3 separate regions of the Mus musculus genome follow, and regions 2 and 3 are each linked to region 1. The links are chromatin contacts, called in public HiChIP or PLAC-seq maps. All regions are on one chromosome and are shown on one strand. The core of a region is the stretch at or near the end of the contact, and the rest is flanking DNA. Distances in the headings are between cores, read along the strand shown.

Region 1 (4,034 bases), core at 1,049-3,548:
AGATCAGGCAGGTCTAGATCTCAGAGATCTGCTCACCTCTCTCTCCCTAGTGCTGGGATTAAAGGCATGCCCCAAATACTGATCAGCCAAAATATCTTTCAATAAATTCATTCCTCCACCTTCTCTCCAGATGCTGGTATAGGTGGGAGAATGTCTGAGTGTATTCAAGGTTAACTTGTATTTGGTGGCCCCCAAGTACTAGTGTAGCAATCCCCAGTAGGATATCGGTAGCTTAGATCAGCGGTGTGCACATTTAAATGAGCATCAGAATCCCCCTCACGACTGATGGACACACAGGTGGCTGCGCACACTCTGAGCTTCTAAGTAGGTGGTAGAGTGTGGAGCAGCTGAAGCTGATGCCGGGGCAATGTACTTTAAGAAAGGCTGTCAGTCATTTCTAAGGGCATACCTGTCTTAGTCAGGGTTTCTATTCCAGCACAAACATCATGACCAAGAAGCAAGTTGGGGAGGAAAGGGTTTATTCAGCTTACACTTTCCATACTGCTGTTTATCACCAAAGGAAGTCAGGACTGAAACTCAAGCAGGTCAGGAAGCAGGAGCTGATGCAGAGGCCATGGAGGGATGTTACTTACTGGCTTGCTTCCCCTGGCTTGCTCAGCCTGATTTCTTATAGAACCCAAGACTACTAGCCCAGGGATGGCACCACCCACAAGGGGCCCTCCCCACTTGATCACTGAGAAAATGCCTTACAGCTGGGTCTCATGGAGGCATTTCCTCAAGGGAGGCTCCTTTCTCTGTGATAACTCCAACTGGTCTCAAGTTGACACAAAACCAGCCAGTACAACCTAGCTTTTACAGTCCCAAGAGTCATGACAGGAAGATAGAGGTGTCAGAAATGGCTGCCCCAGGATCCCTAAACCCTTCCTGTCACATGACTTTCTCCTTGACATCTTCTTTCCAACATGGAGAGTAGCTCTGGGGAGTGTTTATCAGCCATGGCGGAGGCAGAGGATGTTAGGAGAAACTTGAAGTAGAGCCCAGGCTTTGTCAGAACTCTGACTAGCCTGCTAGTTGATTTCAGGAAAGCAACAGAATCTCCAGTCTCAGTAAAAATCCCCTTTATCACATGACAGTAACTAAGAAGATAGAGAAAATGACCTTTGAAAGGGACTTCTCAAAGCTGAAGGCTCACTCTCGTTTTATTTCTGACTGGCTATTGAATCATGCAACCAAACAGGACATTGCAAACTTGACCCTCAAAATCAGTTTCAAGGTACTCCCTTCCTGACAGTTCTGTTAGCAAGATTAGACTCTTTTTTCTTTTTTTTTTAAATTAGATATCTTCTTTATATACATTTCAAATGCTATCCCGAAAGTTCCTTATACCCTCCCCCTGCCCTGCTTCCCTACCCACCCACTCCCGCTTCTTGGCCCTGGCATTCCCCTGTACTGGGGCATATAAAGTAGCAAGATTAGACTCTTGCTCCTAGCATTTGGGGACCAATGTCGAGGATACACTGTGGCATGGTAGGTGGTTCTGATGGCGAGAAGGGCAGAACAGGGACTCTCTGAGCAGGGCTTGCACCGTGTCACAAGCAGGCAGCTATGGTGACGTCCTCAGGAGCCAGCAGACACTATCTACCTTGCTTGTTGCAATCCCAGAACAGGAATCTCACTCATCTTTGGCTATAATGAGACCTTCCTGCTCATTTCCAAACCCAGTTTATCTGCTGGGCTGGGTGCCAGGTATCAACCTAGCAAGCACCAGGAAGCAGGCTCAGCAGCACACTAAAGCTGCTGTCTCTTCTAAGTGAGGAGGGAACTGGCGGTGAGCAGAGCTGGATCTGGCTAATGTAGGCTGAGGTGGAAGGCAGACGTGCCTAGTGAGCTTGCTCTTCCCTCTACTACGGGGCACCCCTCTTGAAAGAGGCAGTGTATGTTTTCCCATCTCTGACTCTGACCTGGAACATGAGACTTTAAGGAGACTGACCACATGTACATCCGTGAGTGGGGCCCTGTGCTTGGTGGCTCAGAGGAGACCCTGTGTGCACATCTGTAAGCTCAGCCCCTGATCTCCTTAGCAAAGAAAGGGTTCTTCCCAAACTCAGACTTCTGAAAATGAGAGAGAAAGAGAGAAATGGGGGGAGGGGCGCTCTAACTTCTAGAGATAGGTCTCAGGGTGTTACTTGGGGTCACAAAAACATAGCTCGATGCAGAGGAGAGCTGACTTCCCTTTTTGAAAATGGAGGAAACCACAGACCAGAGCTAGCACAGACAGCAGCCACATCTGTCTGGATTCTGTGGAAAGATTAGTCAACCCAGGATGACGGAGGCAGCTCAGGCTTGCTCAGACCCATGAGGAAATCTCTGTGTTGCAAACCCAAACACGGAGTGTCAGAACCCCCATGCACACACGGCAGCACTGAAAGCAGAAAGGGCTGAAGTCATGAGGTTTATGGAGTCACAAGAAGGAAGGGGCTGTGTCATCAGTTAAAGATAAGCACAAAGCTGTCACGGTAAGGAAGGGGTGAATCTCAGGCGTGTGCCATCTTTCATTTAATCGGTTCGTTCATCTAATGACAAGGAAAACAGAAGTCACAATATAACCAGATAACATGACACTGAGTCAACTTGCATAGGTTCTGGCCACTAGCTTGCAAATGAAACATTAATTGGTGATGAGATCTAGTTAGCCCTGGGTCAGGGGCTGCGGCTCCATTGGCAGAGTGCTTGCCTAGCATGTGTGAGGACCTGGGTTTTATTCCCAGCTGTCTTAGTCAGGGTTTCTATTCCTGCATAAAACATCATGACCAAGAAGCAAGTTGGGGAGGAAAGGGTTTATTCAGCTTACACTTCCATGTTGTTTTCATCACCAAAGGAAGTCAGGACTGGAACTCAAGCAGGCCAGGAGGCAGGAGCTGATGCAGAGGCCATCGAGGGATGTTACTTACTGGCTTGCTCAACTTGCTTTCTTATAGACCTACAGTGGGCCCTCCCACCCTTGATCACTAAGAAAATGCCTTACAGCTGAATCTCATGGAGGCACTGCCTCAAGGGAGGCTCTTTTCTCTGTGATAACTCCAGATGGTGTCAAGTTGACACTCAAAACCAGCCAGTAGACCAGCACTGCATAAACCAAGGCTTGATGGTGTACTTGTGTAACCCCATTGATAGGGATAGAGGCAGTAGACTGTGAAGTTCAAGGTCATCCTGGGCTGCAAGTTTGAGGTCAGCCTGGGATTCTCGACATTCTATTTCAAAAAACAAAACAAAGAAGAAGAAGGAAAAAAAATAAAACTAAGGAATTTTCATAGGAATAGTCCCTGGAATGAGGGGAAAAGTTGGGGTGCTGCCAGGCTTGGTGGAATCAGCCTTCTGCCTTTGCCTCTGGCTGCCTAGCATTTATTCTTGTCCTGGATCTGTTGTCTGTGGGTCTTCCCACCCTCTATCACAGACCCTTTCTTTCCAAAATCCAGACAAAATGATACTGTGACTTTCCTCATAGAGGGTTCTAGCTGCAGATGTTAAACATGGTCTTCCTGCCAGCATTGCATGTGATCATGAGACTTCATCTAGAGAAGGATATGTCAGCACTGGGCATGTGTGGAGATTCACTAAGGATTCGATAGATGAAATGTCACCCTGCTTCCTGCTCTGAGAAGCTGCTGAGGATGTGTGTGTGTGACAGAGAGACAGAGAGGCAGAAGGGACAGAGAGAGAGAGAGAGAGAGAGGGAGAGAGAGAGTCAGAGTCTCCAGCTCAGATGTGCTAGGAAGATGCTCATGGGGTGTGTCAGGTCAGCTGCAGTCCAGTTACTGTTGAAAAAGTTTGGAGGGTGCATTCCTAGAGAAGTGGAGTCAGCAGGCCCTCCAGGGAGGTGACATTATTCACGGGTGTCTTGCATATCCACTCAGGATTGTCTTTGCTTCCTCTCCTTTAGCAGTGGGAGGGGGGAAACAGAGAGAGAGAGAGCGAGAGAGAGAGTGAGAGCACCCCAAGCTCGCCCTCTGGTCAGTGTGTCACCCACAGCTCAGTGCTTAGATGTCTGTAGGAACCCTGCCTCTGGCTGGGGC
Region 2 (4,192 bases), core at 612-3,111, 68 kb after region 1:
CTCTACCCTCTACTATCTACTGCACTTTGCTGGTAGGGTGTCTGTAACTATCTCACCCTGGACTATAAGCTCCATCAGGACAGGAAATGTATTTGCCCAATCTTCAGGATCAAGGACAACATGCAACCTACTACAAGGGCTGAGCCTGTTTAAGGGATAGATCTCTCCAGCATCAGTGACACGTGATGCTAACAAGTAGGGTAATCCAAGTTGGAAATGAGAGTGTACGTGTAATGAAACAGAATTGCCTTTTTGCCCTTTAAAGAGCAAAAGCATGACAGAGCCAGGCTTCAGCTTACTTCTCATGCTCATTCATTCTTACACAACTGGATGTCTGCATTCAGGGAAGCAGCACAGCAGATGGGGATTGCCAACTTATTTTCAAACCATGCTCCCACACATATTAATAATTGCTCAAAATTTACAGTAGCATCTGTTCAAGGCTGAATTGAGCCTGGGCCTCCATCCTTATGAATGGAGTTTATATAAGAGAATGGAGCTCATACACAGAGGCTGAGCGTGTCTCTGTTTCAGGCATGTCAATGCATAGCCCACCACATGTGGGCGTGGAGATCAGTGAGCAGGGCAGGAAAAAAAAATCATGAACTTACCTGAGACATTTTGTGTTTACGGCTGATGAGTTGTTTTGGCAACTTGATTGAAGGGCATCTTTGTAGATGGCAATGTCATGGGCAATGTCATGGGACAAGTTAAAACATTTCAACAAATGTTATTGCTATCCTTGGACTGTTGTCCTGGGAGAAATATAAACCTGTATGTAAACTGAAGTCTTTCGAAGCTAGAAAATGGGACTTCTATTCATATAGGCAAATGAAGCAGGCCTACCAGACAATAAACACAACTTATGTTCAAAACCAGCACCCTAGAGGCTTGTGGGGCTGAGCCTGGCTCCCAACACTAGCATCCATCTACCAGTGACAGAAGTCACACAGGAAAGGCAGATATTAGAATGAGGGGTGGTGGGCATGAGAAGTCCCACACTTGGTCAAAGTCTCGCTGCTGACATTTTGTGGGTTGGTAGGAAGATGTTAAATGCAAATACAGAGAGGGGACAAGAGTAGATTGCATATCATAGGTCATCCAAGGAGGGTTCCTGGAGCAGCTGGATATTTCTGGGAGTACGGCCAGACCATGAGTGGCCAGAAGCCATGGCCCAGAAAGAAAAGAGCTGAACCAATTGATAGGTCCCCATCCCTTGGTTATGTCTGGAACACAGCTCATCAGAGGAAGGCAGGAGGATCAATCTGTTGCCCAGGGAAGCCCAGGGAACCTTTTAAACCATGACCCAGGGAAGTTCCTGAGAGTCCACATCTTTAGCCATGATTCATAGGGGAGTTCCTGCTATGCCCAGAAAAGAAGACTGCAGTAGCAGACATCATCATGCAACCTTGAGATCTAGATCACAGTGTGAGGTGCTCCCCACCCCCACCCAGGTTGTGTGGTAACACCCGACCATCACTTTGCTGGGATGAAGAACTCCACCCTCCAACGAAAGCCACTTCCTTAGAGCTGAGGCCTGACGGGTGGGGCTGGTGGCAGAGAGGAGGAAGCAGTTGGCAGCTGAACAAACGAGACCAGCAAACCCCCATCTCTAGCTTTCTCATGATCAGGGTGGGAACCTGTCTTTGGAGGTGACCTGGAGACTTCTGGGAAAGCATGAAAGTAATGACAGCCACAGAGATAAAGTGACAAACTGAGGAGGTGCAGCCTTTCTTCCCCACAAAGGCCTTAAAGAAAAAAATAAAAAGGAAAAAAAATAAAGCCTTGTCTGAGGAAGTGGTTTGGTTTATGCACCATCAGCCCACCAACCCCACTGAACCTCAGGCCTCTAAGCGCCTTGGCAAGTTTCATGGCGCAATAGGGACCCAGGGATATGGCTTTGAGCTCCGGCCTGAGATGTCACGTGCCATCTGTGGTCCTGGGGTAAGTAGAATGTTGGATTTTCACCTGACTGAGAAGTTCCTCACTCAAGCATTCAGACTTCTTCACCCTGGAGTCCCCAGAACTCTTCAGGAATGGCAAGAGATGGGAGTAGCCAGCTAGTCTTTTCCAGTCCTCCAAACTAGTAGGGTGTCCTCTTCCACTTTCCAGGAAGCAGGTTGGTGGATTCCCTGGAGCCAGCTTTCAGAAGAGAGGTGTACACAAAGAAAAGAGCAAAGGGCTGCTCTCCTGCTCGGGTGTGGTCAGGCTCAAAGAAAGCGTTTCCAGGAGCTGCTGGGGCAGCCTGGGATGGAGCATCTTCTCTGCCTAATGACACTGTACCCACAGTGACTGAGCTGGTCACATCAGGACCAGAGTCCATCCCTCTCCCAATGTCTCTCTCTGGCTTAGTGTCTCCAGATACTTCTGCTCCTGGTTGTCAGTCCCCATCAAGCTGCTCTGGGCTGCCATTCTCACACCCTTCTGGCAGCCACAGAGTCACCATGATGTCCTCCCATTGGTGCTCCTTGAGCCCATCACCTAGGAGAATGTCACTCTCTAGTAGGTAGTACTTCTAGCACATCCATCCGAGAAATACCCTGGGACTGGGGGCAGCTAAAGCATAATAGCATTAATGTGGTAGGTCTTTTCCTGGCTCAGTCATCCTCAAGGCCATCAAATTGTTCCCTACACACACACACACACACACACACACACACCACATACACATACAAAACACACAAACATACTCTTTCCAAATGTTTCTTCAGTGTCTCCTGGGGCAGTCAACTCCTTATCTCCCCTTACTCCGCCCTCCTCCTCCCACCCCGTGGTGGCTCTTTTTCTGCTTTCTAGTCTGAGAGCCTCCTCTGCATCTTAAGAAGAGTTGGCACACCCTCTCACTGCCTTTTTGGGTTCTTTGTTTTTCACAAGCTTGAGTTAATATAGAGAACTGCTGTTCAGTGAACCCAGCTCAGTCAACACTTACAGAGACGGAAAGGAACAGGCTGCGAGGGAGAACCTGAGACCTGGAAGCTGCAGACTTCACCCATGCCATCCCCAGTAGGAACTAACTAACCGTGTTCACCATTCAATGTTCCCAGAAAATGTAGTGCCTAATTCTTCCACAACCTTGCCCCACAACCACCATGCCATAATCTTTTTTACCTAGTGTACATATGTTACACGCTTGAGATCAAAGTGCTGTTCAAATTCTATTTTGGATGACACAGAGAGAACGCGCACGTGTGTGTATGTGTGTGTGTGTGTTTGTGTGTGTGTGTGGGGGGGGTGTCTGTGTGTCTGTGTGTCTGTGTGTGCATGTAGAGAGCAGAAATCGGTGGTATATGTCTTCATCAATTGCTCTCCACCTTATTTTTTGAGTCAGAGTCTCTTATTGACCACGGAACTCACCAATCAGGCAAGGCCAAGTGGGCAGCAAGCCCTAGGGATCCCCCTGTCTCTGTTCTCCCAGCACTGGGATGACCAAGTGCTTTTTACCTGGGCACTCACTGATATTGTAACCAGCCATAATAGTACTTGTGTCTTCCTTTCAAATGATAGACTACAGGGGCAAAGATTTACTTGAGAGCTGTATCCCAGCTGCCTAGAATAGTGCTGTGTGTGTGTGTGTGTGTGTGTGTGTGTGTGTGTGTGTGTGTAGAAGAAAGAGAAAGGGGGCAAGAGAAAGAAGGGAAGAATGGATGAGGGAAGACTGTAGGGAGGAAGGAAAGAGGAAAGGAGTGAGAGAAGGAGGGGGTATTCTGTTGCTTCCCCTTGAAGGATATCATTCACCTTAGGAGAAGCACAAAGACCAGCACTCGGTCTCTCCATGGTAACAGGAACTAGTAGTTCTGTGGTCTTTGACTCCAGCTGCCTGCCTCTGTGGCTATTCCCTGACTGGGGCTGACCCAGGCTCTCTGCTCCCATGGGTGGTTTTGCTGGTCCAGGTCCCCCCAGGAATGGCAGAAACAAGCTAAGACCTCACAGTGTGAACGGCCAGAGCCATGGGCACCCAGGCTCTACTCTTTCTGATGGAGGGAGAAGAGAGGAGAGGAGAGGACAGGACAGGACAGGGCAGAAGAGAAGATGGGAAAGGGAAGGAAAAAGGGAAGGGAGGGGAGTAGGAGGAGAGAGTGGGAAAGGAAAGGGAGAGGAGGGGAGGAGGGGAGGAGAGCTCTGCCCTTTTAAATTCTGCTCTGTCTATGCTACCAGATTGACCAACAGCACCCAACTGTTGTGGCCACTCATC
Region 3 (3,943 bases), core at 343-2,842, 78 kb before region 1:
GTATATACATGCATATGTGTGCATGTGCATGCATGTTTATGTGTATGCGTCTGTGAGTGTGTACACACATGCAGCTAGAGGTCAACCCTAGGTGTTATTCCCCATGATCTGTGCATCTCGGTTTTTGAGACAAGGTCTCTGTCCTTTTGGCTAGTGATTGCTAGGAACGCACTCATGGCCACCTCTCCAGTGCCAGGATTAACAAGCACTCTGAACTGAACAGCAAGCACTTTACTGACTAAGCCATCTTCCCAGCTTCCTAGTCATGTCTACTTATTATTTTTACTGAAGTGCAACATGTAAACACAAATATCAATAATAAGGATCTATAATGAAGGGAATTCCCAGTGTGGGCAGACTCAGGACAAGAGCAAGATTGTCAGTGCATTGAAGCCCGGTCTCTGGCCCTGGCTTCTGCCCGGAAGCCCATCTGAGGCCTTGGCTTCTGCTGAGTTCAGGCCCCTCTGTGGCCTTGGGTAAGTGGAGTCAGAGTTTACACTCTTTTGTCTGACATATTCTTCTTCTCACTCACTGTATCCACTGGGCTTTTGATTTTGTTTCTTTAGTTTTTAAGCTGAGGTCTCACTAAGCTGCTTCTGTAAGCTTGATTCTGGATCCTTTGACCTCACCCTTCTGAAGAGCTGGAACTTCAGGCACACATGACCACACTCAGCTTTCGCTGTTGCTCATTTTTCTTGCCGTGTAGCCCTTTATAATGAGCCACTATTTGTTTTTATATTCTTAGTCCTGACCCTAGTAACTAAAAGCTGGGATTCTCATTTTTAAATGTTTATCAGTCATTTATTTAACAATGTTGATCCATTTATCTGTCTTTCTTTGGACTTCTATTTATTTTAAAATAATAATTTTCAATTTTAAAAATACTTTAATCTATAGAAAAGTTGCAAGAATTACCATCTGAGGAACACACATTTCTTTCTCCACCTAAGATTCATCCATTGTTAACCGTCTGTGATGTCAGCTGAGTACTGGCCTACTCTCTCCTTCCCGATCCTCCCCTCCCTCCTCTTTTTCCCCTTTTCACTGGCCAATCATTTTTGAGCTTAAATTGTAACTGCCAAAATATTTAGTCTCAAAATATTTAAGTAGGACACCTAAAATACAACTTTGGTTTTTGGGTTTTTTTTTTTTTTTTTTTAAATCCCAAAATTGCGACAAAACTCAAGCAATTAAACGTCTTCAGGCTAATACTGCATACCGTGCAAGCACATGAAATCCATTGATCGTCCACATACCAGTTGTAGTGGTGTTCAGCCCTGACCTGATCTAGGAGCAGTACATACTTAATTGTCATACCTCCTTGGCCCCGTCCAGCCTAGAGTAGGCCCTTCTCTTTCTCCTTTTTCCACTTTTGATGATAGCAACATCTCTGAAGAGGCATATGCTGCTCATGTGTCCAGTTTGAAGACGGGGTCGTTTGGTGAAACTTTCAGTTTCAGTTAGTCTCTGTTGCTGTAACAGAAGAGGACAGACGAGGGTAGTTTACTAAAAATAGAAACCCATTTCCCACAGTTCTCCAGACCAGGAAGTCCATGGCCACTGTGCCGGGGGTCTGATGACATCCTTCTTAGAAGTTACAAACTGTGGCGCATGGGATGATGAGGGCTGTTTGAATAGCAAAGGTGAGTCAGCAGGGTTAAACGCTGCTGTGTGGTTCCTCTTCTACAAGAATCTCAATCCCATTCCGGAGACAGGAGTCAGCCCACCTCATCCCCACTCGCAGGCCCTCCCTCACTCCAGAGACATTTGTGTCAGCAACATTGGAGTTTGGGGAAGGACACAGTCTATTATTGTGTGTAGACTGAAGCAACAAGGTGTTGCCCTCACCATGAAAGCTGCAGAACAGATTCACCCAGCTCTTAGTGGGGCGACAACTCTCACTGCAGAGCCTCAGTGACCTCCTTTTCACATTCACTTAATTATCTGCACGCAGTCACGTGCTCATGGACCTGCACACTTACACATTCAGCTTCATGTCTACTTGTTTTTATTAAATGGCTTCTTTATTTTTTTGCTTATAATAGTTTCCTCTTTTTTGTTGTTGTTGTGGGATGACAGGTTTGTTTATTATTTATTTTTGTTGTGCTGTTACTGTATATTTTGAGGTAGGATCTCTTGTCTCCCTAGACAGCCTTGAACTCCCTCTGTAGCCATGGTAACCTTGAACTTCTAATCCTCCTTCCTCTGTCTGGTGTGGGCAGGTCTGGTCTACATGGCGCTGGGGATTGAACTCTATGCACGGAACTCTATTCCCAGCCCTTTTTATTGGTTTTAAAACAGCTCCCTATATTGATGGCAAAGCTGACATAAGCTGACAGTATTTCTCAAGACTGCCACTTGTTCCTGGTGATGGTTTCTGTTTTTCATTAACACTGTCTCTTATCTGCTCTAACATGAGCTTTCTTTCTGCCTTTGATGTTTCACCATCCATTTTCCTTGAATAGTAAACGTAGATTGCCTAAACTCCTTATGTTTTATTATTCTTATATACCTTTTATTTTTATTTCTTCTAAGGATTTATTTATTTTGTATGTGTGAGTGGTTTTGCTTGTGTGTGTCTATGTGCCCTATGCATGGCCGGGGCCCTCGGAAGAGGTCAGAAGAGGGCGCTGGACTTCCTGCAACTGGAGTTATATGGATGGATGTGGCTGCCAACAGAGCCTGACGATGCTAATGCTCTGACTGTGGACGTCCAAGCTTTTGAATGACCAGAAACACAGCCACCATGTAGGTGCCAGGAGCCAAACCCACGTCATCTGCAAGAACAAGAAGTGCTCCAAGCCATCTCTCCAGCCCCCTCCCCTTTCACATGGAAACATATTATTTCTTGCTTTTTTAGAGTAAGGAGGAGTAGATATAGCTTTTGTCCATGCTTATCGACTCGGTAGAGTTTCTGTGTAGGCAAGAACATATCAATCAATAGGAAGGAAGCCCCTGCCCTGGTGGGGAAATAGAACAGGACTTTCATTCTTATTAAAGAACAATTCTCAAGGTTTGTCAAGTCTAAGAAGGTCCATGCTGCTATTAATTATGGATTGAATCTTGAGGATAGGGTGGCCTTCTGCTAACTGAAAGTTTGCACGACAGTAATGGATGATTCGATCCTTTGACCCCATTGCTGGCTGAGGGGAGGAACAACACCTCTGTTGGCACTGAAGCTTGCAGAAGCTTCCATCAAAGGCAGCAGAGAGGGAGCATTGATGAGCACCTAGCAGGAAAGGAGGAAAAACTACCTGGGGAACAAGATGAGGAACCTCAAGGCTCCCCCAAACCCTGGAGCTGAGAGTACACTGGATCTGGGAGGTGAGGTTTGAGGAAACCTGACCTCACTAGCAATGTGGAGAACCAAATAACAAGGCTTTGGGAGACAGAGTGGGGTATGCCAGGGAGGGTGGTGCTGAGTGTCCCAGCCCAGCAGGAGATGGCCACTAGAGTGAAGAGACTATAAAAGTGCAACAGGCCTGCTGGATCCTAAGTGACAAAGATGTGTTTCTGGTTATTCCAAAGCCTACAGTCCACAGTCAGCCTGTCAGCATGGTCAGGCTCTGGTGCGGGCCTCCTCTGTGCTGCTGCAGAACACGGATGGCTGCTGATGCTGTGGAAACGGGTTTAGCTCCCTCAGACATCTTAGATAGGACAGTGCTCCTCCGTAAGAGCTCCAGGGTCAGACCCAACCTTTCCCACTTGGGGGGGTCAACGTTTTAGGCTCCCTTTTTGGCAAGGGACACAAATCTCCAGCTCATTGCCCACCACGCTACTGTAGCATTTACCTTGTGCCATGAATAGCCACGTGTACTGTGAATTTGGTTTTATCAACCATCTCCCATCAATGAACAAAAGTGTGATGGCAGCTTGGACATGCTTATGTCCCTTGATTTATCTGAGCCCCTAGACAATTGTCTGACAGAGAGCAATTGGCCAG

Evidence for each region. HiChIP or PLAC-seq counts read pairs in DNA pulled down with a chosen protein or histone mark.
Region 2: a contact with region 1 is called in an H3K27ac HiChIP or PLAC-seq map of bone marrow-derived dendritic cells, with 17 times the contacts expected there. The contact joins two enhancer-like sites. A contact is called at or near these places in 1 of 15 datasets of contacts at CTCF or cohesin (CD8 T cells), 33 of 484 Hi-C or Micro-C datasets (CD4 T cells, CD8 T cells, CD8 central memory T cells and 20 more), 20 of 115 datasets of contacts at active chromatin or transcription factors (CD8 T cells, the HPC-7 cell line, the NIH/3T3 cell line and 12 more) and 1 of 9 other capture datasets (adipose tissue).
Region 3: a BATF HiChIP or PLAC-seq map of CD8 T cells shows a contact between it and region 1, with 11 read pairs. The contact joins the promoter of Glrp1 here to the enhancer-like site in region 1. A contact is called at or near these places in 1 of 39 promoter capture datasets (macrophages), 1 of 15 datasets of contacts at CTCF or cohesin (CD8 T cells), 1 of 484 Hi-C or Micro-C datasets (myeloid progenitors), 4 of 115 datasets of contacts at active chromatin or transcription factors (CD8 T cells, acute myeloid leukemia, bone marrow-derived macrophages and 1 more) and 3 of 9 other capture datasets (embryonic stem cells, macrophages and pancreatic islet).

Annotation. Positions count from the first base shown.
Region 1 is chr1:88,585,298-88,589,331 of GRCm38.p6, forward strand. No RefSeq gene overlaps it. Among named protein-coding and RNA genes, the nearest start is that of Gm41912, 17 kb to the left of the region's middle. Within about 2 kb of position 2,299, at least 134 of the 459 cell types and tissues checked have an H3K27ac peak or open chromatin away from gene starts, as enhancers often do. A contact at or near this core is called in CD8 T cells, CD8 central memory T cells, the G1E-ER4 cell line and 17 more, where this site is marked.
Region 2 is chr1:88,653,445-88,657,636 of GRCm38.p6, forward strand. No RefSeq gene overlaps it. Among named protein-coding and RNA genes, the nearest start is that of Arl4c, 47 kb to the right of the region's middle. Within about 2 kb of position 1,862, at least 128 of the 459 cell types and tissues checked have an H3K27ac peak or open chromatin away from gene starts, as enhancers often do. A contact at or near this core is called in CD8 T cells, CD8 central memory T cells, the G1E-ER4 cell line and 17 more, where this site is marked.
Region 3 is chr1:88,508,474-88,512,416 of GRCm38.p6, forward strand. Glrp1 (glutamine repeat protein 1) reads right to left here and starts at 1,593. Exons shown (of 3, transcript NM_008132.2): 1 at 1,318-1,593. The coding sequence starts at 1,413.